Regions from separate parts of the Mus musculus genome. Here regions 1, 2, 3, 4 and 5 are each linked to region 6. Evidence: chromatin contacts called from public Hi-C and HiChIP or PLAC-seq data. All regions are on one chromosome and are shown on one strand. The core of a region is the stretch at or near the end of the contact, and the rest is flanking DNA. Distances in the headings are between cores, read along the strand shown. Region 1 has its middle 7.7 kb from the start of Timm8a2. Region 2 has its middle 26 kb from the start of Timm8a2. Region 3 overlaps Dock9 (dedicator of cytokinesis 9). Region 4 overlaps Dock9 (dedicator of cytokinesis 9). Region 5 overlaps Ubac2 (ubiquitin associated domain containing 2). Region 6 has its middle 54 kb from the start of Ubac2.

What was found. Hi-C and Micro-C count contacts between places; a contact is called where the count stands out from the background. HiChIP or PLAC-seq counts read pairs in DNA pulled down with a chosen protein or histone mark.
Region 1: a contact with region 6 is called in a BATF HiChIP or PLAC-seq map of CD8 T cells, with 8 read pairs. The contact joins two enhancer-like sites. A contact is called at or near these places in 1 of 39 promoter capture datasets (liver), 1 of 15 datasets of contacts at CTCF or cohesin (CD8 T cells), 2 of 484 Hi-C or Micro-C datasets (Th1 cells and regulatory T cells) and 1 of 115 datasets of contacts at active chromatin or transcription factors (CD8 T cells).
Region 2: a BATF HiChIP or PLAC-seq map of CD8 T cells shows a contact between it and region 6, with 10 read pairs. The contact joins two enhancer-like sites. A contact is called at or near these places in 2 of 15 datasets of contacts at CTCF or cohesin (CD8 T cells and large pre-B cells), 4 of 484 Hi-C or Micro-C datasets (the C10 cell line, Th1 cells, regulatory T cells and 1 more) and 5 of 115 datasets of contacts at active chromatin or transcription factors (CD8 T cells, T-cell acute lymphoblastic leukemia, effector CD8 T cells and 2 more).
Region 3: a FOXA1 HiChIP or PLAC-seq map of pancreatic cancer cells shows a contact between it and region 6. The contact joins two enhancer-like sites. A contact is called at or near these places in 4 of 115 datasets of contacts at active chromatin or transcription factors (the NIH/3T3 cell line, embryonic stem cells and pancreatic cancer cells) and 4 of 9 other capture datasets (adipose tissue, embryonic stem cells, liver and 1 more).
Region 4: a contact with region 6 is called in a Hi-C map of the N1E-115 cell line, with 2.2 times the contacts expected there. The contact joins two enhancer-like sites. A contact is called at or near these places in 2 of 484 Hi-C or Micro-C datasets (the N1E-115 cell line and uterus).
Region 5: a Hi-C map of Th1 cells shows a contact between it and region 6, with 4 times the contacts expected there. The contact joins two enhancer-like sites. A contact is called at or near these places in 1 of 39 promoter capture datasets (liver), 1 of 15 datasets of contacts at CTCF or cohesin (CD8 T cells), 1 of 484 Hi-C or Micro-C datasets (Th1 cells), 1 of 115 datasets of contacts at active chromatin or transcription factors (CD8 T cells) and 2 of 9 other capture datasets (adipose tissue and liver).

The regions. Positions count from the first base shown.
Region 1 is chr14:122,040,467-122,044,278 of GRCm38.p6, reverse strand. No RefSeq gene overlaps it. Among named protein-coding and RNA genes, the nearest start is that of Timm8a2, 7.7 kb to the right of the region's middle. Within about 2 kb of position 1,813, at least 30 of the 459 cell types and tissues checked have an H3K27ac peak or open chromatin away from gene starts, as enhancers often do. A contact at or near this core is called in CD8 T cells, Th1 cells and regulatory T cells, where this site is marked.
Region 2 is chr14:122,059,315-122,062,966 of GRCm38.p6, reverse strand. No RefSeq gene overlaps it. Among named protein-coding and RNA genes, the nearest start is that of Timm8a2, 26 kb to the right of the region's middle. Within about 2 kb of position 2,091, at least 47 of the 459 cell types and tissues checked have an H3K27ac peak or open chromatin away from gene starts, as enhancers often do. A contact at or near this core is called in CD8 T cells, Th1 cells, memory CD8 T cells and 2 more, where this site is marked.
Region 3 is chr14:121,610,458-121,614,402 of GRCm38.p6, reverse strand. The region is part of intron 27 of Dock9 (dedicator of cytokinesis 9); the gene reads left to right. Among named protein-coding and RNA genes, the nearest start is that of Dock9, 86 kb to the left of the region's middle. Within about 2 kb of position 2,587, at least 36 of the 459 cell types and tissues checked have an H3K27ac peak or open chromatin away from gene starts, as enhancers often do. A contact at or near this core is called in the NIH/3T3 cell line and pancreatic cancer cells, where this site is marked.
Region 4 is chr14:121,632,218-121,636,231 of GRCm38.p6, reverse strand. Dock9 (dedicator of cytokinesis 9) reads left to right here. Exons shown (of 54, transcript NM_001081039.1): 14 at 993-1,075; 15 at 1,606-1,728. Among named protein-coding and RNA genes, the nearest start is that of Dock9, 64 kb to the left of the region's middle. Within about 2 kb of position 1,336, at least 18 of the 459 cell types and tissues checked have an H3K27ac peak or open chromatin away from gene starts, as enhancers often do. A contact at or near this core is called in the N1E-115 cell line, where this site is marked.
Region 5 is chr14:121,957,000-121,960,686 of GRCm38.p6, reverse strand. The region is part of intron 4 of Ubac2 (ubiquitin associated domain containing 2); the gene reads right to left. All of the region lies in intron 1 of Gpr183 (G protein-coupled receptor 183), which reads left to right. Among named protein-coding and RNA genes, the nearest start is that of Gpr183, 6.4 kb to the left of the region's middle. Within about 2 kb of position 1,801, at least 52 of the 459 cell types and tissues checked have an H3K27ac peak or open chromatin away from gene starts, as enhancers often do. A contact at or near this core is called in CD8 T cells, Th1 cells and adipose tissue, where this site is marked.
Region 6 is chr14:121,823,057-121,826,968 of GRCm38.p6, reverse strand. No RefSeq gene overlaps it. Among named protein-coding and RNA genes, the nearest start is that of Ubac2, 54 kb to the left of the region's middle. Within about 2 kb of position 2,023, at least 188 of the 459 cell types and tissues checked have an H3K27ac peak or open chromatin away from gene starts, as enhancers often do. A contact at or near this core is called in CD8 T cells, the N1E-115 cell line, the NIH/3T3 cell line and 6 more, where this site is marked.

The DNA.
Region 1 (3,812 bases), core at 564-3,063, 220 kb before region 6:
CATGTCCTTAAACACCAAAAGGAATAAAAACCAAAGGTTGGAGTAATGATGCTACACAGCAGAAGGGCGGGCCTAGGGCTAAGGGACCTTCCTAACTGTCAGCTCCTGGGTTCTGGATGGACGCTGATGAATTCAAGCCTCTCTAGCCACATCTTATCCTGGCCTTGTTCAGACAGCAGAGGCAGACCCACCAGTGCCCCTAAAGACCCACAAAGCCAGTCATCTATGACCAGGCCTGACCAGGCCTGACCGAGTATCTCAACAGCTGCTGGACTCTAAGGAACTGCTTTTTGTTGTTGTTGTTGTTTGTGTTTGTGTGTGTGTGTGTGTGTGTGTGTGTGTGTGTGTGTGTGTTTTGAAACAGGGTTTCCCTGTGTAGCCCTGGCTGTCCTGGAACTCACTCTGTAGACCAGGATGGCCTCGAATTTAGAAATTTGCCTGCCTCTGACTCCCAAATGCTGGGATTAAAGGCGTGCGCCATCACGCCCGGCCTTCCAAGGAACTGCTTATTAGCGTAACGTGTCCAGCATAAACCTATTTTGCAGTCAGTGCTAAAGGTGAGGTGTAAAAGCTGTGAGCCAATCACAGACTAGCAACTTCTCCTCAAAGGGACCCCAAAACTTTAGGTGGATAAACCTATTAAGCCAGGACCCACAGCCTCTGCCTAGCCTCTGCCTGGGTAATTCCTGACAGCAGGTATCCTGGCTGTCCTGCCTGTGCCCCACTAGGCAAATCTGTGCTTGCCTGCCTTGCAAACCCTTTTAAGAGGTGCTCTTCTAGGATGGACCATGTAGAGACTGCCATATCCAGGGATCCATCCCATAATTAGCCTCCAAACGATGACACCATTGCATACACTAGCAAGCATTTGCTGAAAGGACCCTGATATAGCTGTCTCTTGTGAGACTAGGCCGGGGCCTAGCAAACACAGAAGTGGATGCTCACAGTTGGATGGATCACAGGGCCCCCAATGGAGGAGCTAGAGAAAGTAACCAAGGAGCTAAAGGGATCTGCAACCCTATAGGTGGAACAACATTATGAACTAACCAGTACCCCGGAGCTCTTGACTCTAGCTGCATATGTATCAAAAGATGGCCTAGTCGGCCATCACTGGAAAGAGAGGCCCATTGGACACTCAAACTTTATATGCCCCAGTACAGGGGAACGCCAGGGCCAAAAAGTGGGAGTGGGTGGGTAGGGGAGTGGGGGGGAGGGTATGGGGGACTTTTGGGATAACATTGGAAATGTAATTGAGGAAAATACATAATAAAAAATATTAAAAAAAAAAAAGAGGTGCTCTTCTGGCAGGAATGATTTGCGTGGCTCTGAGTAAACAAACAGAAGTTTACCATCTTTCTAGAGAGCCCACTTCCTTCCCCACTCTCAACCAAGGCTTCCAGAGCAGTTTCTCAACTGACAGACTCTGGGCTCCTCTTAGGGAACGCCAGGACTTCCCAGATCTCTCCTGCACAACACACCGAAACCCCATTAATTTTTCTTTCCCTACTGTTGCTGCAAGTCCTCCTTCCAGGACAACGACATGGCACTCTGTATCTGTGGGCAACAAACTTGACTCTCAGCTCTGGTCAGACCAGGGTGTCGCTGCTTCATCTGCCTTCTGCTGCTCTCCGAGACAGCAAGGGGGCAGAAAACTCTAGGCAGGGATGACATCCTATAAAGTAGCTACAGGACAAAGGGGGAACTCTCCCTCCCTCCTTACAAGAAAATAAGTCCCCAGGGCTGAGTTTACCAACCAGCGGTTAAAGTGCCTGCCTTTACCATAAGCCCTACTCCTTAGGAGAGGAAATGTCAGGGTAGGCAGGGGGGTGGGGAGTTGGCCGCGTGTGTAGAGGGTGGGAATATTTTCAAACTCTGTCCTTTACGCAAAGATCACAAGATGCTAACAGATAAAGCAGAGTTGGTCCTTCATTAAATAGTGGGAAAAACCAAGATACCGTCAAGTTCTGAAACTAGACTATAAACCAGTGACAATAGAATACGGCTGAGTCATTTCTCCTCAGCCCAGAAAAGAAGAGAAATAAACCAACAACAGTAGAGCCCAGTATGCTATTCCCCACCTAAAACACATACCTAAGACCTGGGCCACACATCTGCCCTGCTACCTCAGCCCATTACACATCATCCAGCAAGGCACCAGACCCACGAGGGCGGGACTGGCGGGGCTTCTCCATGAGTGCTTGCCTTTCATTTCACACAGTGTGGGGTTCTGTCTTCCCAGCAGAGTCTCCACTAAGCACATAAGTGTGAGGGCCTGGGAAGGAATAGCCTGGCTTTTCACATGGGAAACCCAGTTTTTATGCCCAGAACCCTATGCCACCCCAATTCCACCTAAACCTCCCCCACCCCCAAATTTTACACAATAAACAAAGACCCGGGCAGCCAGTTCTCCCAGTCATCTGCCCTTCACACTCTTACCTGTACTCCTTTAAAGCCTCTTAGCCTCTCCTCTGGTCTCCACTTCATCCTGGAGATCAGGAGGTTTCCCTAATTTTAGCTGAGTCACCCAAGGTCCCAGTTGTTTTCTACTTTATTGATAACAAAACCACAGAGGCATTCAGATCTAGAGTTCGAGGATGGTCCCCCACAGACTCTAAAATCCCCCTCTCTTTGTGTGTCGGGTAAACACTGCATGTACTTTTTCTTAAAACGGAGTTCCAAGAATTGAACTCAGGATGTCCTACTTGCAAGGCAAGCACCTTACCAACTGAGCCATCTCCCAGCCCTGATGGTCTCTTTCTAAAATGATGGAAACCTGCAGTAAGTTAAAACAGGAAGTGCTGGAGAGATGGCTCTGTGGGTAAAAGCACACAGTGCTCTTGCAGAGGGCCTAAGTTTCAGTTCTTAAGCATCCACATGGAGTGGCTGCTGCAACTCCAGCCCCTGCAGAATCTGGGGACCCCTTCTGGCTTCCCCAGATACCTGCACTCACCTGCACATACTTAGACACAGAGATGCATACGTACTCATAGCTAAAAAGAAAAAAAAAAAACTAACAAGGAAAGCTTTAACACACTGCGAAGATGCTGTGGTTGTCTGAATGAGAAATGTTCCCCCATAAGCTCAGATACTTGTATACTTGTCACCCCTGGTGCCACTGTTTGCAGAGGTTGTGGAAGTACAATTCCCATTCTCATTCTCTCTCTCTTTCTGACTCTCTCTCTGTCTGTCTGTTTCTCCCTCTGTTTCCCGATCCAGCTGTTATGTCTCCTGCCATTACAGACTCCACTTCTGGAATGAATCATAAGTCAAAATGTAAACTCTGTCCCTTTAAGTGAGCTCAGTCATGGTATTCTGTCACAGCAGCAGAAAGGTCACAGATACAGATGTGCCCTCCAAAGCCAGCCCAAGCAGGCACAGAAAGTGCTCTGCGCTTTATTTGTTAAAGGGCTGTGTCCTAAAGTCACTAAAATAAGGCAGTAGCTATAGTGGAAGAACTTACGTCTACCAGCTCAACTGAGCTCCAGGGTGTGGTTTCCCGACATTGCAACTCCTATTTGCAAAGGCTTAATAAAATAAAGCTGAAAAAGCCATTTCCACTCTAATGGCGATCCCCTCTCTACAGACTCACACTATAGGAAAAGGTCTTAAATCTACACTGGTCTTCCCCTTGGCCATTTTATCTGGCCTTGGCCTTTCCGTGCTCTCTTTTCTAAGCAAATCGTGAAATTTAGGACTAAGTTCTGTTTATTTAAGATATACATTTTGTACTTTGTTTTAACAGAAAGTCTTATCTTTAAAATATGAATTTAGGATTGCTTGGCTGTACAGATAATTTGAGGTAATAAACATAT
Region 2 (3,652 bases), core at 842-3,341, 240 kb before region 6:
AAAGTGCAAGATGAAATAAACCTTTTCCTCTCCAGGTTGGGTTGGGTCAGAATTTTTATCACAACAACTTCTCAAGAGGCACACACCACAGTGCTTTACTTTTGACGTAGGTGTTTGAGATTTGAATTTCAATTTTGGATGGCAAGTGAACCTTACTTACTCACTGAGCCACCTGTCCAGCCTGAAGAATTAAAAAAAAATTTTTTTTTTACTTTTTTGTTTTATGTGTATGACTTTTGGCTGTGTGTACATGGGCGCATCGTATGCATGACTGGTGCCAACAGAGGGCAGGAGAGGGCATCGGATCCCAGGAACTAGAGTCATGGGTAGTCGTGAACTGCTGTACCAATATGGAGAATGGTGCTCAGGACCCCTGGGTGAACAGCAAAGGGCTCTTAAGTGCTGACCTATCTCTCTCTCCAGCACTAACACTTCCCCCACCCCTGGTGGAGGCGGGGATTGACTTTTAGAGACAGGATCTCACTGTGTACCACTGACTGGCCTAGGACTTGTTCTGTAGGCCAGGCTGTCCTCAAATCAAAACCACCTGCTTCTGCCTCCTGAGTGCTGGGATTAAAGGGATGTTATTCTACCACCACTGTGCTCAGCTCTGGGTGATCTTTACTAACTTATTTTTGATGTGTAAGAGTTTCTCTGGTGGTGGCTACATGGCAGGCACATAGCCCAGGATGTCTTTGCCTGAATCCCCAGCTTCATATGTCACTGGATTCTTGCAGTTGCAATGCTGCCAAAGTCCTTCACTCATGTTATGGACCAGACAGATCCTGCAGTCTATTTGAAGTGTTTGGATCAGCTGTGATCCCGGCTGTGATATCCCAGTGATGAATGAACGTGGTGTCTTGTCAGGAGGCATTTCCTGACAGTTTAGTTCTGTTTATTTTTTGGTGGTGATCTAAGAAAATGGCCAGGTCTGGTGGCTCAGGTCTGTACTCTCAGCTACTCAGGAAGCTGAGGCAGGAGGATCACAAATTCAGTGCCCGCCTAGGGTACAGAGTAAGTTCAAGACTAGCCTGGGCAGCTGAGAGAGCAGTGTGCCCTCAGTTGGCTCTCTCTGTGGGAGCCCCAGTGTGTCCCTGGACTGGCTTTCTCCATGGGAGCCCTGGGCTTCTGCAGGGTCTGCCCTGGGCTGTCAAAGGTCACCATCTCTACTGTGTCACTACTTCAGTCTCTCAAATGGAGGATCCTTTTCATTCCACTGCTCTAAGTTGAGCCAGTGAAGTACTGTACCATTAAGCTATACCCCAGTAGACTTCATTAACTAAAAATAATTTTCTTTGCAAAGAATCCACACAGAGCTCGCTTTAGAGAAATACTGTTGTTGTTGCCTCGTGGGGTCAGTGGCTAAGAGCAAGGGATTAGCCCTGTAGTGAAGTTCTGGCCTGTTTCCTAAGCTGTGTGACTCATCCTGAGAAACAGCTTTCTAGTCTATATATGGAAATTCATCCAATGAAGTTCTTAGAGTATTTTTTTTTAAGATTTTAAATTTATTTTAGCTGGGTGGCGGCGGCACGTGCCTTTGACCTAAGCACTCAGGAGGCAGACATTGGCAGATCTCTGCGTTTGAGGCCCACCTGGTCTACAGGGTTCCAAGAGTGCCAAGGTTACACAGAGAAACCCTGTCTTGAAAAAAAAATAAATTTATTTTTTATTTTATGTATATGAGTGTTTTGTCTGCATGTGTCAAGTGTGTGCAGTACCGGTGTGTAGCACACATATGTGTACTGTATAGACATAGGTGTGAGGGCCCCAAAACAGGCCTTGGATCCTCTGAACTGTAGTTACAGATGGTTATGAACTGCTGGCTGGGTGCTTGCAACCAAATCCTAGTCATTTACAATACAGAAAGTTGTCTTAGCTGCTCAGCCTGTTGTAACTGATTTGTGAAAGGAGGCTTATAGAAGACTTCCCCAGCACACTGCCAGGCTACAAGCTGATATTACATTACCATCACAACTACAATAGTCAACCAATTACACTAAAAATACGGCTAACCAAGGAGAATCTGCTGCCTTCTCACAGTGTGCCCGCCATGCTCTGTTTCTGCCACCAGGGGGCATAGGATGAACCCAAAGTATTGAGAAAGCCAATCTGGTACTTCCCCTTGGGGGCAGTCTAAAGTTGCATGCCTGGGTGCCTCAGGGTGTATCCTGGATCTCCACTTCAGGTTCTAAAGGCCAGACTTTATCTGTGGCAATATTAGCTGCTAACTGCGTGTTTGCTAGGCTGTTAGGGAAGTCTGGGGTGTGTGTTTGTGTGTGTGCTTGCACATTTAAGTATATTCTTTTTTTATGTTCATATTCTTTTTTGTTTTATTGTGTTATTTTATTTTATTTATTTACATTTCAAATGTTATCCTCTTTCCTGGTTTCCTCTCTGCAAACCCCCCTATTCCATCCCCCTTACCCTGCTTCTATGAGGGTGCTCCCCCCCCCCCCCCCCCCCGCCACCTACCCACTCCCACCTCCCTGCCCTAGCATTCCTCTACACTGGAGTATCAAGTCTTCATAGAACCAAGGGCCTCCTCTCCCATTGATGCCAGACAAGGCCCCTTCAGCTCTTTCAGTCCTTCTCCTAACTCCTCCATTGGGGTCCCTGTGCTCAGTCCAATGGCTGGCTGTGAGCCTCCGCAACTGTATTGGTCAGGATCTGGCAGAGCCTCTCAGGAGACAGCTGTATCAGCCTCCTGTCAGCAAGCACTTCTTGGCATCTGCAATAGTGTCTCGGTTTGGTGTATGCATGTGAGATGGATCCCCAGATGGGGCAGTCAGTCTCTGGATGGCCTTTCCTTCAGTCTCTGCTCCACTCTTTTCCCCTGTTTTTCCTTTAGACAGGAGCAATTCTGGGTTAAAATTCTGGAGATGGGTGGGTGGCCTAGAAAATATCCAGAGTGAGGTAACTCAGTCACAAAAGATCACACATGGTATGTACTCACTGGTAAGTGGGTACTAGGCAAAGGTTGTGGAATACCTACAATACAACTCACAGACCAAATGAAGCTCAAGAGGAAGGAAGATCAAAGAATGGATGCTTCTGTCCTACTTAGAAGGGGGAACAAAATAATCAAGAGAGGTAGAGGGTGGGAGGGACTTGGGAGGAAGAGAAGACGGGGAGGAGAAAAGAGGGGCAGAATCAGGTATGGGAGGAGACGAGGATGATATACAGAGGGTCAGGAAATTGAGCAGAGGAGTGTAGCAGTGGGGGATGGGGAATTGGGGGTAGCAACCAGAAAGCCCCATATGCCAGGAAAGCAAAAACCTCCTAGGACCCTACAGGGATGACATTAGCTAAAATACCCCACAAAGGGGAGGGAGAACCTGTCAAGACCATATCCAGAGTTTAGGCATGGCCTCCTGGTTGAGGGATGGGGCCACCCACCCACCTCCAAAATTTTAACCCAGAACTGCTCCTAAGTATATTCTTTTTAAAAAAAAATTATTAGATATTTTCTTCGTTTACATTTCAAATGCTATCCCAAAAGTCCCCTATACCCTCCCCCGGCCCTGCTCCCCTACTCACTCACTCCTACTTCTTGGCCCTGGAGTTCCCCTGTACTGGGGCAGATAAGGTTAGCAAGACCAAGGGGCCTCTCTTCCCATCCTAAGTATATTCTTCATATTTGGTATATCTCCAG
Region 3 (3,945 bases), core at 1,338-3,837, 210 kb after region 6:
CATAATTCCAGTTCCAGGGGATCTGGCTCTGTAAAATCCTGGTTTTAGCAGCAGTGTCCACAGGACTGTGACAGCCAGGCTAGGGCTGGGTCTTCAGGGAGAGCCCATTCAGGAGGGCACAGAGTTACCACATTTACAGTAGAGTGTGCACAGTGGATAGCTAGAGGAGTCTGAGCATCCATTTGGGCAGCAGGTGGCAGCGCCTAGACCAGCAGGGGATGCTGCAGAAGTGATAACTTGCTGGGGCCAAAGAGTGGGAATTTGCTTGCCTGAGAAGCCAATGTCTGGAGGCTCTCTCCTCGGAGCCGTGCTTGGTTATTCCCACTCTGCACACCAGCCCATTATCCTAGATTTTATTTTTCCTTTCAGTTCAGTTTATATCAATCTTCTTAAAAAGCATCTACTTACCTGGGTCTTTTACTTTTCTTGCCTCCAAATGTGTCTTATTGAGTAAAAAGGCCTCAATTTGTTTTGTTGTCAAAGTAGAGTTGCTTACTATAGCCATTTGTCGCTGTCAGAAGGGCATCTGGTAGCCTCCAAAGACTCCTAGTGGCCCTTAGAGCAGCATTGCTGTTCAGAGCATACAGGCTTAGAGATCTTCTAAGAGGCAGAGCAGAGCAGGTGCTCTGATGGATTCATTGTTACCAGCAGTTCAGCTTGAGCAGTTAGCAACAGTGTTGCAATTCTTGCTTTCTGCCCCCACTCTCACTCTCTATGTCTTCTCAAGTGGGGAATGCGTTTTAAAAGACATCACTACTCCAGGACTCTGAGACAAAATTAGCAATAAATCTCCATTATGGTCTAACGCCTAAGCTATATTCAGCCTTCCCTCAGGAGTCCCCAAAATGTCACTTTACAGTTGGCTCGGCTGAGTCAGAATGTAAAGTCCATGTTCTACATTTAGCTGATGTGCTGCTCAGATTCAGGGGTTTTTTGTGTTTTGTTTTTGTATTCAGTTCAATGTGCATGATTTAAAAAAAAAAAAAAAACGTGGTATTTGAGAGTTAATTTGTATTCTTATAACTTGATCCTACCTCAGTGGGTTTTTGACTCTGTGTGTTCTTACTGTTGATTTGAAAACTGAAATGATTAAAATGCGAATATGTCTAACCTTCTTCATAATGAGACCTGGTGTTTAGTGCATAAAATCATGCGGTTTCATGTTAGAAACACACAGATTCTGGCTTCAGCCTTAAGTATGTACTGCTCTGTGGAAAGCCAGCTCAACATCCAGGTAACCAAAGGAGGCAGCGAGATGTGGTGTCAGCCACTGGGATTGGTGCTGATGGCAGCCAATCATGCACTGCCCCACCCACCCCAATGATAGCAGCCAATCATATCCCTCTCTACCCTCAACCCCCCCACTCCCAATGATAGCATGTTCTCTCTCTCTCACACACACACACACACACACACACAAACACACACTTGGCTGGGCCCGACCACTAATGTCATCAGTTTCACAAATGCACATGCATACTTATATATATACACATGCATAGTTATATACATACACTTTTATCTACATACATGTAGACAAACATACATATATACATACTGTACAGACAGACATATATCATATATACACATTTGGTGGATGGAGCAGAGCCCCAACAGCCATACTTTATTTCTTTTCTCAGCCTCCTTATAGCTTCTTAGACAAAGTTCTTTATAAAATTACCTCACAGATAAAACGTTACACGAAAGGGAATTACAGAAGGATGTAGATAGTAAGTTCAGAGCAGTGCTTCATTCTATAAGCTCAGTATTAGTTCACAGCAACAGTTGGTTGCACATGGCCTTGCTTTATCATGGTGCACACCTGTGGCCTCATCCTTGGACCTGACCTAGAATGAATGTTTTCCCTTGATCACAAATCTGTCCCAAGCCTACTTCTATTTTTAGGGTAATTGTGAAAGCTCATTGCACTCCTTATCATGTAACCTTTACTTACTATTCTATGAGGAGAGAGCACATTCTTTTCTTGATTCTAACTTTATTACATCTTTCAGGCAATACAACTAAAACCATCTCTTAAAACTTTCTTCCTAAAACTATTTGAATCAAATCAGTAGTTCCGTAAAGTCATTAATTCTTCCAAACAGCATTAGAATTTGAAAGTACATCTTCATCCTGATTTGCAGGAAATTTTCCCAATAGGGTGGGCTGGTGCCCAGGCATCATTAGGCTATGTAATCATGGCAGGAAGCACATCGGCAGTGAGAAGCAACCCTGGGACAAAGTCTCCGGGGCTGTGCCTCTCCAGAGCTCAACCCACCACAGCCAGGCAAAACAGTGGCCATCTCCAGGAAGCTTACTTACTGCTTGCCATGGCCTTCCCTGAGTGTCATGTGCCACTGCCTGGTGGTTCTACAACAGGCCAGGATAACAGTGGCTCAAATGTGACAGGAAACCTGACTTTCTGTTTTAGAAAATCATGAGCTGGTGGGTGGTTTGGAAAGGCCAGCTTGTCCCCCCCAGCGATATGCAGGGACTCAGCCTCCCATCTGATGATCCAGTCTAGGCTGTTACCTTCTCCCCCACAGTGTTGTGGCTGGCTCACCTCACAGCACATTCCAGACACAGGAAAGAAAAGAACATGAAAGCTATCTGCTTCTGTCATGAACGTGGTCTAGGAGGCGCCTGTCACTCACTCTGCAGTCCATTAGAGGGAACTTAGTCACGTGGCCCACATCAAGCTATAAGTTAGGCTGGGAAATAGAGTCTACCTGGTCAGCCACTGCTCCTGCACTTCAAAGGGGTCTGGTCACCAAAGAGGAGAAGGGGGGGGGGGCTGGTAAAGGAAAGGATAATTAGGACTTTTTACTGAGCTGTTAAACATTGGCTTCCTTATTTGTAAATTGGGGTGCTCCATTCTTGTGGCTGTTGAAATTAAATCCAGCGGCTAAGAGTTTTTAGTTATGCTCCCTCCCTCCTTTGTGGACTTGGAAAAAGAAGTGTGGTCTCACGTGTCAGAAGACTTTGGACTCCTGGTAGATCTGAATATGAGTCACTTGAGTTGTGTGACTAAGCACACATCCCTACCGTCCCTCAACCGGTAACATGCAGAATAAGTCATAAGGATCATATAGGATTGGATGGGAAGTAACCAGGAGTGTGTGGTGCAGTGGCTGGCATGTAGAGGCATGGCAGTAACCCAGCTGATTGCTCAGCAGTTGGTACTTTCTCTGGTATGCATTAATGAGAGAAGGGATCGTTATGCACTGACTTGCAAGCAGAAGGCTGCCACACCCTTTAAACTGGCCATGTGCATTCATCAGTGTCTGTGTGTCCTTTGAATACTCTGGGTTTCAGCCTAGGTAGTGCTTTCTCTGAGAAGGGCCAGCAAGATGTCTCACTGGGTAAACCAAGCCTGATGACCAGAGTGCAATCCCTGGGAACCACATGGTGGGAATAGAGTGAAACTCCTAATAACTGTTCTCTGACCTTCACATGCACACACACATACAATATATAATATATAACATAATATATAATATATGACATATATTATATATAATATATAACATATATTATATATAATATATGTGTAAACACAAATAAACTTGTTCTTTGAGTTTTGAATAAAGAATATAAAAAGTGTCTGAGGAACGCTTGGCTTGTGCCCATTATTGAAGATACCCACAGAAAGTGCACGGTCCTGCCCTGTTTTCTGCCAAAACTCTTAGATCAACATTTCTGTTCTTGTTTGTATAAACTACCAAGACTCTCTTTGTCATATCAAAGAAGGTCGAGATATTTGACATATTTGAGCACTTTTTTTTTTTTTTTTTTTTTTTGGTTTTTCGAGACAGAGTTTCTCTGTATAGCCCTGGCTGTCCTTGAACTCACTTTGTAGACCAGGCTGGCCTCGAACTCAGAAATCTGCCTGCCTCTGCCTCCCCGAGTGCTGGGATTAAAGGTGTGCGCCACGGCTATATTTGA
Region 4 (4,014 bases), core at 87-2,586, 190 kb after region 6:
TCAGAGGTTTTTAGTGAGAACGGATTACACCGTAGAGACTTACTGATCTGCAGAGGCACAGAGCTGCTCTGATGGACCTTTGGATACGCGTCTCTATTGCCCTTGTCCTATGTCTTTTAGTGAGTGCTTCTCACACTTGATGGTATATGCAGACCACTGGAGGGCCTGCAGCATACAGATGTTGACCCAGAATAGTTAGGCTGTGCTCCAAGGCTATCTGACAGTGACCCTGAAGTGAGCCTAGAAGGAAACAAAGGCTCCCAGATGTAAGCAGTTTTTCAAAAGCTGGTTTGACTTTGATACACTCAGAATAAATGACTTTAGACTCCTTCCTACACACACAGCATTCTGGTCCCCACTTGACTATCACAGATCATGGGACATGGAAGCGTGAGGCAACTGATTGCTGATAGACCCGCACTTCATACATGTCACTGGCCAAAAGCCAATATGCTTAATGTTCTCTATCAACCAAGAACAAGTCAAAATTGATCATGAGGCAGTGGTAGTGTTTATGAAGGGAAAGTGCAACAATTGAAGGCTGGTGTCTGATTTAAGCCAGTACCTTATTATGCCTTCACAATGCATGTCTCCTGGGTTGTGATGTTTGCTAGGAGTTAGGAAAACTTAGTATGTTCATTAGTGTTTTCATTAAATTCATTAAACAGATATTTGGGCATGGATACCTCAGTGGCTTATAATTAGTCCTTAGTCAAAAAGAAATAAAGTCTGCCAGAGGAAGGATGCTGGCCAAAGAGTAGCCTGCATCTTGTTTGCAAAGACCAGTAGGGTATAGGAGCTTCTTGGAAGTAACACTCTGTAATCTTGAGAATCACTGCCAGGGACTGAATAAAGAAGTCTGCCCTGGGATTGAATTCAACCACATCAGTGCCGTAAGCAGGGCCTGGTGGTATGGTGAGGGCTCGTGGTGGTAGCCGCTCTGGCCTCAGTTCTCCTGTGGCTGAGCATTTCACGGCTGTATGTTGTTCCAGGTTGCCCAGAAGGTGCTGAAGAATGCCAAGCAGGCATGCCAAAGACTAGGACAGTACAGAATGCCATTCGCCTGGGCAGCAAGGTAAGGGAGAACGCCCTTTATAACTGGGATAGACTGATGGACAGCTAGACCAACAGACAAGTAGGCCTACCTATTGAGTTGATTATCCCGAGTCAGAGATTTAAATTGGTGAAATCAAAAGTAAATAATCACCCATTCTGAGCATGCACTTAGCAAAGGCCCATAGCCGAGAGGACTCCAGTAGGGCAGACAGGAGGTTTGTCCTGAGAGAGCCCAGGCCCTGGCCACGTGCCTGCAGCTCAGATGGTGCAGCTGGAGAGTCCTGGAGCGTCCTCTCTCTGTGTCCCTTCCTGTGTCCCATATGAATGTGTGTGCTGTTTCCTCAGTATGGGCTTTTGGCTGAAACTGTTTTCTGTGTAAATTGAGTTAGTTGTGGTCATCCTCATTAATACTTACCACATTGGCGGGATAATGAGATTTCTGTTGGCCACAGCCAGTGGAATCATAATTCGTCTGTGTGCAGAGACCAGAACTGTCCTTATTTTGGTCTTCGGAAACCCAGCTCTTGAAGTGTTGTTTCTCTGTTCCAGGACGTTGTTTAAAGACACCTCTGGAAACCTGGATAAAAACGCCAGATTTTCTGCCATCTACCGGCAAGACAGCAATAAGCTTTCAAATGATGACATGCTCAAGCTGCTCGCAGACTTCCGGAAGTGAGTTTGACGGTGCTGCTTGTTTGTCTACCTGAGGAGCTTTGTGGTGGGGAGGGAGAGATGGGGACAGCCATATAAATTATGTCACTCGGAGTTCACAGGGCAGAGGAGAAGTGCGTGTGGACAGAGGACAAGGGATGGATGGTTCTTCTTAACTTGAATTCTCACTGGATGTGCGTGGCATGGGTTGTGGGGTAGAGGGAAGCACAGGCAGGGCGGAGCCTACTTGAAGGACGCCTGTCAGATGGAAAGGTTGCTGCAAAGCTCCTACAGGAGGAAATCAGAAGCAGTGGGCTGCTTCAATTTGTCAGAGGTGCAGTCACTGGTCCATGGCTTCCTGATGGGTGTTAGAAAGAGGATGGCAGTCGCCAAAGATAAACAGTTGGCAGGTTTCTGACTTGCAAGATTGAGTGAAGGCTCCCCTGATACTTCTAAACCAATGTGGGGAAAATGATAATTTACATAATCCTTACTTTATGAAGTCCATCGGCTTCTGTAACTACAGCAACCCAGGTCAGTTAATAATACCAAGAAAGGTACTGCAAGCTAAAAGCTTAAAGGGCTGTCTTTATGACCACTTCTCCTCGTCTGCAGGAGACAATTCTTTCTGCCTCCCCCAGTTATTCTGGTTCCCTGAGCTTTCCTTGGCTTGTAGCAGATCACTCCAGGCTGCCTCTGTCTTCCCATGGCCATCTTCCTGTCTGTCCCTGTCTTAATCTTTCACAGGTGTCTCAGAGCAGCACACAAAGACATAAGCAGATACTCTCAACCTATCTCTACATACTGGCTTTCAGTTTTGTCTGGACAGGGAAGTGTGCCTTTCAAGGAATGTTCTTAAGTCCATTTACCATATCTTATACACACTTATGTTGTGATGGGTAACAAAGGAGAAATACTGAACATATATTACATGTCCAGAACTGGATTCCCTGCTGCTTAGGAGTTAGTTCACGGAAGCTCAGAGCATAGTGACATTGATGTGTAAGAATAATGTTTCTGTACATTGTATAAAGTTTACCCTTGTGTTACTCAGATGCTGATTTCTTTGCCCTCATATCTTGTTTCAATCCAGACACGACATTGTAATATTTATACAAATAATCTCCCTCTTTGTGTAAACAATTCTTACTCTGCCTTGTCAGTAAGTGTTGGTCACCCAACAACTGGGCAAACTAGAGACTAGGGCATGATGTCTGCCAACCAGAGGAAAGAGTGAGGGCGATTCAGACCAGCGAGGTTGGAACGTTTGGAGCCATGAAGAAGAGGTCCTGAGAGAGATTATGGAAACACACAAGACTAACATAGAAAGGAAAGATATATCATTTCACTGCTCAGCAATTGAGGTACAGCTTTAAATAAATCTTGGCTTCTCTGTGTAGTTAGTGTGGACCAGCATAAGGTAAAGAAATACAGCCGCCAGTTTAATTCACTGCTTACATTTATATTAAGAATAATTCATTTACAATGCCGGGCGTGGTGGTGCACACCTTTAATCCTAGCACTCGGGAGGCAGAGGCAGGCGAATTTCTGAGTTTAAGGCCAGCCTGGTCTACAAAGTGAGTTCCAGGACAGCCAGGGCTACACAGAGAAACCCTGTCTCAAAAAACAAAACAAAACAAAACAAAACAAAACAAAACAAAAAAACAAAAACAAAACAAACAAAGAATAATTCATTTACAGATGGAGCCCCATGTTGGGTGCCATTTTGTTGAAATTTGGCCTGATTCTTTCTCCCAGCCTCACGTTCCCAGAAATAAGAATCAGACTCAGAATATACTGACAAATACCTTGGCCATATAGCTAGGCTCTACTTCTGACTAGATCGTAACTAAAATATGCTGTTTTATTTTCTGCCACATGGCTGGTTACCTGTGTTCAGGTACCATGTGTCTGTCTCCTTATATCTTCCTAGGAAGAATTCCCATGCCTGGATCTATCCCAAAATCCCTTCTGTCTCCCAGATGTCCCACCTCTATTTCCTGTCTAAGCCATAGACCATTGGCGTTTTAAATTGACAGGTGATGCATCCATACAACACACAAGATAATCTCTCAGCATTGATGGTTTGTTCTCAATGGTCAATTAAGTATAGATATGCTGACCCCCACATTGTGAGAAGAAATGGAACACAATTATATCTCAAAGCACAGTTATTATCCTGGTTACAGAATGGTTGAACGACCACTGAATTTGTGTAGGCAAGCTTCAAACATCGTTTCTCAGAAGTCATTCCCACATATAGTTGGGGCAGGAAAAAAATGATATAGGCTAGAGAATTTTCCTGTG
Region 5 (3,687 bases), core at 552-3,051, 130 kb before region 6:
ACACTGGTAACCCTGTAGACAACAGTGTCTCCCTTCTTTAAGGCACTGACAATTCTCAGAATAAATCTCAGAGATAATGGTGACACTTCAAAAATCTTAAAAGCCCAAAGACTTTTGCTTTGGTTCTTTGCTAAGCTCTTTCTGAGTATAAACTATATCAGAGCTTAGGCAATTTTATTAAATACTAATCAATGAGTTTTAGGGGGACTTTTTTCCTCTCCTTTTTGTGACTAGAGAAAAACTGTCACTTTGTGTCAACATGACTGGTTATGCAAAGATGAAATGATAACATCTCAAGAAATTTTAGCAAATCTATGGGCAAGGAAATAAATTTTACAAACGTGTGTATGTATGTGTGTGTGTGTGTGTGCTTGCGTGCACATACACACACATACACCACTTTCAAGAATGTCAGGGAAGGACGTTGGAAGGAATCTAACATTTATTCTGAGAATTGTTGATGCCTTAAGTAAAAAAGGGAGACAAAGTTAGGATGACAGGAAAGCTGAAGGATCAAATGTTACATTACAGACACAGGGCAGACTGTGCAGCTTAGCAGGGAAATCAGAGAATGACAAGATGGCTTCCAGGGAAGTGGAGGTTTGGGGGTAGACCACACCATTTTATACGTTCATAGTTTCAGTAGTTTTAGTCTACATATGCTAAATCTGGGAACATAGAAACAGTACCTCTTTAATATTTGAGGGTTTAGAGCTGAAGGATAGATACACAATGCCACAAATGCCCCGCTCTTCAGGAAGGTCAACCCTGAAGAACAATTAATTCCATTTCATGCAGCCCAGTTACTATCTGTGCTCCTGGGGAAAGATGTCATCATCTTGATTTCGGTCCCTGAGTGTGTGGAATGTAGTCAAGTGTACAATGTCATCAAAAGCACTGCACTGAAACTATTATTCTTATAAATGTTAGTGTTCTAAGGGAAACAGATCTAAGACACACTCTGTGGGCTTCCCCCTATGTGTTCACTGACATATTACAGTACTTTCAGGTTTAACTCAGGCACACATGTGTATACAGGTATATTTTGTATATGTGTTTACATACGTATTCTAAACTTATCAGAAGCTACTGCCTAAGAATAATTAAAATGAGAAATAATTAAAGTGCATTAAAGTGTAAGTTATACTCTGAGTGATGGAAAGGAGAAGCTGAGATCCAGACCGGACACTGGGTGCACGAGGAGGAAGACAAGCAGCAGGGCTGAGCCACACGGCACGCCAGCCCCACACTGTCTCTCTCTCTCTTCAGTTGTAAACCCTCTCGTTCTGCATTCCCGGGATCCAGCACATGTAGACTAAAAGCACTAAAAGTACTGTTTGCTAAAAGTGTGAAGCTATCTTAAGCCTCACGAGAGTAATCCAGAAGATGATTAAAGGAAAGAACAAATTCTAACTCTGAAGACATATAATAAATTGAGATTTATTGCCTTAGGAATTGGGTAACAGCAGCCAAGGATGTGAAAGGACTTTCCTCTTAATGTGGAGATAATAAAGTGTACTGAAATGACAGCATTGAGAACACAGGGAAGACAGAAACACGAACTGAGGGAAATGTAGACTCAATCCCCAGAAGCTGCTAAGTATCCAACAGGAGCCTGTTTTCAAGCCGTCTCCATCTGCTTTCTGAGGCCAGGTTCTGACCTATCCTACTTACATGTCCATACTCTAAAAGTGCTGCCTTTGGCTGGCTCTGGTCCAACAGTGGTCACTCAAGATCCCTGTCCCAGTCTTGTGTGGGACTGGCTTGCCCTGCTTTAGGGAAGGTTGCCCCATCTACCCTGTGGGAGCTAACCACATATGTCATGCTGTCTGTACTCTGAAACCACAATCTCTCAGTTCTTTAAGGGCTCATGAGACAGCTGCTCCTCAAAGGACTGAAGGGAGCACCACATAGAAGGACCCAACGTGATATTTAACTCCTCAGACCCATATGAGGTCCTCATCAGACAGGACTTAAAGGTAGGCAGGCAGAGTAAGTGAGAGCACAAATGTGGAATAAGCTGTGAAGAACACTGGGTGATGATGCTCTTGCAAGAAGAGCAAAATAACATTGCTTCCTCCAATTAACAAGATCATTACCTTACTTCAGTCAATCTATGTTCACTGTTCTGAATTTAGGCTGTATGGATACAAGTCCCCAATCACTCATACAGTATTACCTGTTGGCACATATAATATCCAAGCAGGCATCTTTCTGTGTGCTTGTGTGCATTCTCCCTCAGAGTACCAAGTCATGCAATCAGCTTTCCTTAACATACTTCCAGCCAAGAAACAGTCTGGCTTTGCCACTTTCACATGCCACAGCACGGTTGAACCACTCAACGTCTGCAAGTCATCTACTGAGAGAATCTGAGCTGTTCACACTTTTGCATCTTCCTGTTACAGCCAACACTGGGTAGAATACCCCCATACCTGAACAATTTGAAATCACTCCCATTTTTAGCTGTACCAGATGCTAAGGCACAGTTCACAGGCTCACCCAGGCATCATGTGCAGGCTGACACACAACAGCTGCCCTCCCCTCTCTTATGTTGGGGTGGCTCTCCTCATCTTTACAGTACGGTTAACATGGAGATGCTGCAACTCCACCACCACCACCACAAACACACACACACACACACACACACACACACACACACACACAAACACACACACAGACATAGACACACACACACACATAGACACACACATACACAGAAAGAGACACACAGACACACACACACACACACACACACACACACACACACACACACCAATGTTTGAGGTCACATCTCATGAACTTGCTATGAAAAACTCCTCAAAAGTGGAAAGTAAGATTTTCAGGAAGAAAAATCCTCACAAAAGTTAGAAACTTCTGTCAACTCTGCCAGAGTTGTTGGTGCCGGCTCCTCAGAGCCAAGGCTTGTCTACAAGCTGCACTCACACCGTGGCTACACCCTGCCTCCAGAACACAGCGGCAGAAGGCAGGCCTTACGTGAATGGGCGGCTTTCCTGTGCTTTTTTATTTCATTAATTTCACAGCTGACAAATGGGCTCCTCCAAGACTTAAGTGATACAGCAAACTTCTATTTTCAATCTTTCTTTTTATTTTAAGCATCTTAAACATCTCTGAAGTGGTATCTTCTTTAAGTCAAAGGTTTCTTATACATATATTTTTCACTTCCAAATTCACTCTTTGTTGCTTTGACATTGGTTTGTAGTTTAGCTGTGCGGTCCTCGGGCTGTGTGTGGTCTGCTCAATACTGACTTTCTGGATGTCTTGTGATGGCTGAGTTTGAGACATGCTTATCTCTTCAGGACATAGTCTACTGACTCTTGAATCATGTTGAGCAAGTCTTCAGTGCCTTTTATTTTCTTATCTAGGATGTTCAAAGACACATGACTGCCCATTACAATTATAGACTTGCGATTTTCTCCTATAAACTATATCAGATTATGACCGCACAGACATATCTCACAATTATTTTTATGTCCGTTGTGGATTTTTGGGGGGTGAGGATTGCTTTTTGAAACAGGGTCTCTCTGTATAGCTTTGCTGTCCTGGAACCCATGTGTAGACCAGGATGACATTGAACCCAGAGATCTGCCTGCCTCTGCCCCTCGAGTGCTGAGATCAAAGGCGTGTATCATCACAGCCTGGTGACTATTCTTAATTTTGGCAGGAAGG
Region 6 (3,912 bases), core at 774-3,273:
ATTATACCAAAATATTCACAGTGATGCAAAAAGTAAATGCCTGTTCATTTTTTTTTGTTTTGTTTTGTTTTTGTTTTTTGAGACAGGGTTTCTCTGTGTAGCCCTAACTGTCCTGGAACTCACTCTGTAGACCAGGCCAGCCCTGAACTCCCAGAGATCTGCTTAATTCTGCTTCCTGGGTGCTGGAATTGAAGGTGTGCACCACCACCACCCAGCTTCCCAGTAATAATTTATTTTTTTTTTAAAATCTGATTTTCGTATTTTCTTTTTTTTTTTAAAGACTTATTTATTTATTATATGTAAGTACACTGTAGCTGTCTTCAGACACTCCAGAAGAGGGCGGCAGATCTCGGTACAGATGGGTGTAAGCCACCATGTGGTTGCTGGGATTTGAACTCAGGACCTTCGGAAGAACAGTCAGTGCTCTTAACTGCTGAGCCATCTCTCCAGCCCCTGATTTTCGTATTTTCATTTGACCCAAACCATATATAGCTCTATTAATTTCCCTATTACCCTTCTCATTCACCACATGGTACATCAGGAAGACTTGAAGCTGTGTTAGAAATCCTGTCAGGCTCAGCCTGTGAGGAGGGTGGTGGAGAACATTGTCTTCTAGCTCTCTCAGCAGCTTTGGAGTCTTCAGCAGGTCCTTTCTCTGACTCATTTCCTCATGGGTAACACAAAAACACTACTTCAGTGCCAACTTGCTGTAAGGGGGTGGGAGTGGGGCGAGAATGCTGGTCATGGGGCTATCGGTTTTATTTCACTGATGGTTTTGATCATAAGGGTTTATGAAACTACACTCCTGTCTAGGGTCGGTCTGAATATCTTATATTATTTTTGGCTTTTCTGTGAACTCTATAGAGAACATGATGGAAAAACACTCCCGGTACAACAGTCTGAGCGGCAGCATCCATAAAAGGCAGCATGCTGGCTTCCCAGGGTGAATGATTTCATAACCAACCTGTGAGCTGAGAGTCCACTCCACATCTGAAAGCACATTGGCACAGAAGGGAGAGAATTCCTTTTTTTTTCTCCTTCCTTTCACATTTCATCTCTTAGATCCCTTTTCAGGACTTGTGGCTGGAAATCCTTTCCCCCTTCACAGGAAGATGACTGTTCCCAAGAGAAGCCTTCACAGTCAAGAGTCACACCCAGCAATGCAGAAATCCCACATCAGATAATCTGCAGGGCATTAGCCAAATGCCTGCTGTGGCTGACGTGTGCTAAACGTGGAGTCTCACAGAAATGGACAGAGAGTCAAAGAGCAAGCTGTTTATTTGAGAGTCTCAGGAAGTCTGCAAGTGAACAGAAGGACCCGTCAAGGAACTAAAGGTAGTGGCAGGCCAGCTGCTATGGGTAAAGGGCACTCAGCGCCAATAGGGAGGGGCTAAGGATATGCCTAGCGTGCTTGAGCCCCTGGGTCCAACTCCAGCCCTTCATAAACTGTGAGCGTAATCCTAATGTAATCCGAGGTAGATGCAGGAGAACCGGAAGTTCAAAGTCATTCTGAGCTACGTAAGGGTTTGAGGCTAGCCGGAGAATTATGGCACCCTGCCTCAAAGCACAAAAATTAAAAAAAAAAAAAAAATCAACTCACTCCCACTAGAGAACTCTGAGCGTTAGCAAAACCAAGGCCAGGGAATGGAATGGGTGAGTATTCGTCTGCCACGGGGTTTAGGAGCGGGGCACAGAAGGCACTTGTGTAGAAAGACATTAAGCACGAAGCCTCCATGGCTACCTCTAGCTGGAGGGAGCCCGCAAAGACACCCATCCATCCATTTGTTTCATAAACTATTGGAGTGGGCAAGGAGTACATGAGAATGGTAAAATCTTGTTCTAATAGGGGTGACAAGTCTAAAGGCCTGGGCGCAAACCCGAGGTACGCTGAGGTGCACATGCGCAGTGACCAGGTCTGTGGTGCCAGGCTTTGACGACTCACCAATTGACACATGTGACTGCTGGGAGTGGACAGGAAACTCCCACCTTCTGAAGCTGGCTGCCTGAACTATTTAGCTGTTCCCCAGAGAGAAAACCCTTGTGCAGGGTTAAACTTTAAGCTGGGGGCGGGGACTTCCACCTGCTCCTCTGAGAGGAAAGACTCACTGAAAATGAGCAGAGGGAGCCTGGTGGGAGGGTCAGAGGGCAAAACAGACTCGGGACAGGAAGCATCCCAGGCTCCCCTAGAAGTGTGTTCTCTGTCATGAGCAGTGTGACTCAGGCCAGTGCAAGGGATGCCAAGACTGGCCTTCGCCCAACAGCCTGAAGGGAGGGGCAGCTAAGATCCATCTGGCAATGGGTGATCTGGTCTTGAGAACAGTCAAGGCTGAGCTGTGGAGAACAGAATGTTAGGGTGTTTGCTGCTGGGTGCTTGGGCAGGTGTTGTGGGACAGACTTTTCTTGGGGTGGTGCAGCACACGTGCGAGCACACACACACACACACACACACACACACACACACTGGGTCAACTCACGCCAGGGCAGGGGAGTTGGTTACAGGGAGCAGGGGTGACTCCAAAGCAGCTGCATCAGCAGAAAGCCTAACTCTGGTGAAAACACTGGAAAACTGCATCCCTAGAGCCATGATTGTTTCTTGCAGGCAGAGCACCCTAGTCCAAACTTCTCTCTCTGCACTTTGGCTAGACAGTTTCAGCTTCCTGCAACTGTTTCCTTTCATGTTTTACTGATGGGAAGGGGCCCTCATGATTTCCCCCTTCTCTTTCTCCCCTGCTCATGACTCTGCTTACTTTCTGAGACTGCCTCCTCCTTCCTGGAGAGAATATCGAAATTCAGAGGGCCTGCATCTCAGCAACAGGTGGAGATGACTTTTATATAAATGGGTTTGGGAGGGGGAGTGTGGGGGGAGGAACGACTGGTCCTGGCTTTAGAGTGTTCTCTGGACTTTAGGGTGTTCTCCATATCCCTCAAACCTTTCCTTGGTCTTACTGCTGCCTTTTTATAATTCTTTTACAGTTTCTGTCCGCAGAACGTTCTTGTCTATAACACAGTGCCTGGTCCATCATTTGGATCAGGAGCTCAAGACCAAGTTTTCAAATAAAAAGGAATTTATTTGCCCCAGAGGGAAAGAGGGCAGGGAATCAGAGACAAAGACAACAGGAGATAGAGGACAGGAGAGAAGGGGCAGGGAACAAGGGAGTGGGGGAAGGAATATCTGTCCTGGGGGAGGGAGGGTCAAAGGACTGCCTCTGGATAGAGAGGAGACAGACATGGCCTATGGGAAAATGGCAGTTTATAAAGGTAAAAGGGGAAAGCCCATGTTAGGATGAGGTGTTTAATTTTAATTGGGTAAGTTAATTCGTAAACCGAACGGGTCTTCTGATTACTAGACTTCAATACTTTGATGGCTGGACCTTGGTGGTCAGCCTCAGGAGGAGGAAATGGCCCAATAAGGGAATAGCCCTTGGGTGCTAGCTTTAGGAATGGAATCTAATGGTTTTTAACAAGGCAGGGGGAATGGAAGAGAAGGGCTAGGCCTGCCAGAGCCATGTTTGATGCTTGGGCTGGCTGGAGTCCCTTCAGTTCTCTTTGAGATGTCCTGGGATGTTAGGAAGGTTGTGATAAAAACATTGTGACTAATGTCCCCTCTCTGGTTTCAGATAAGCTCATCCCAGCCTTTCCAGGAAGGCAAGGCTGTGGCGAGCACAGGTGGTGCCTGGAGAGCTTTCCTGTCAAAGATGTCACCTCTGACCTCATCTCTGACCTCACACTTCCCTTTCAGATTCACTATGTATGCACTGTACTGGGTCCAGCATGGTACTTTCCTGCACCCTGCTGCTGGGAGTTCCCGTTCAGTTCCACTGCTGGGAGGGCCTTCTCAACATTTGCTTAGGCCACCTTGCTTTGAAACATAAGTACTTTGTTACTCTGTGAAGCGGTTGAAATGATACATGA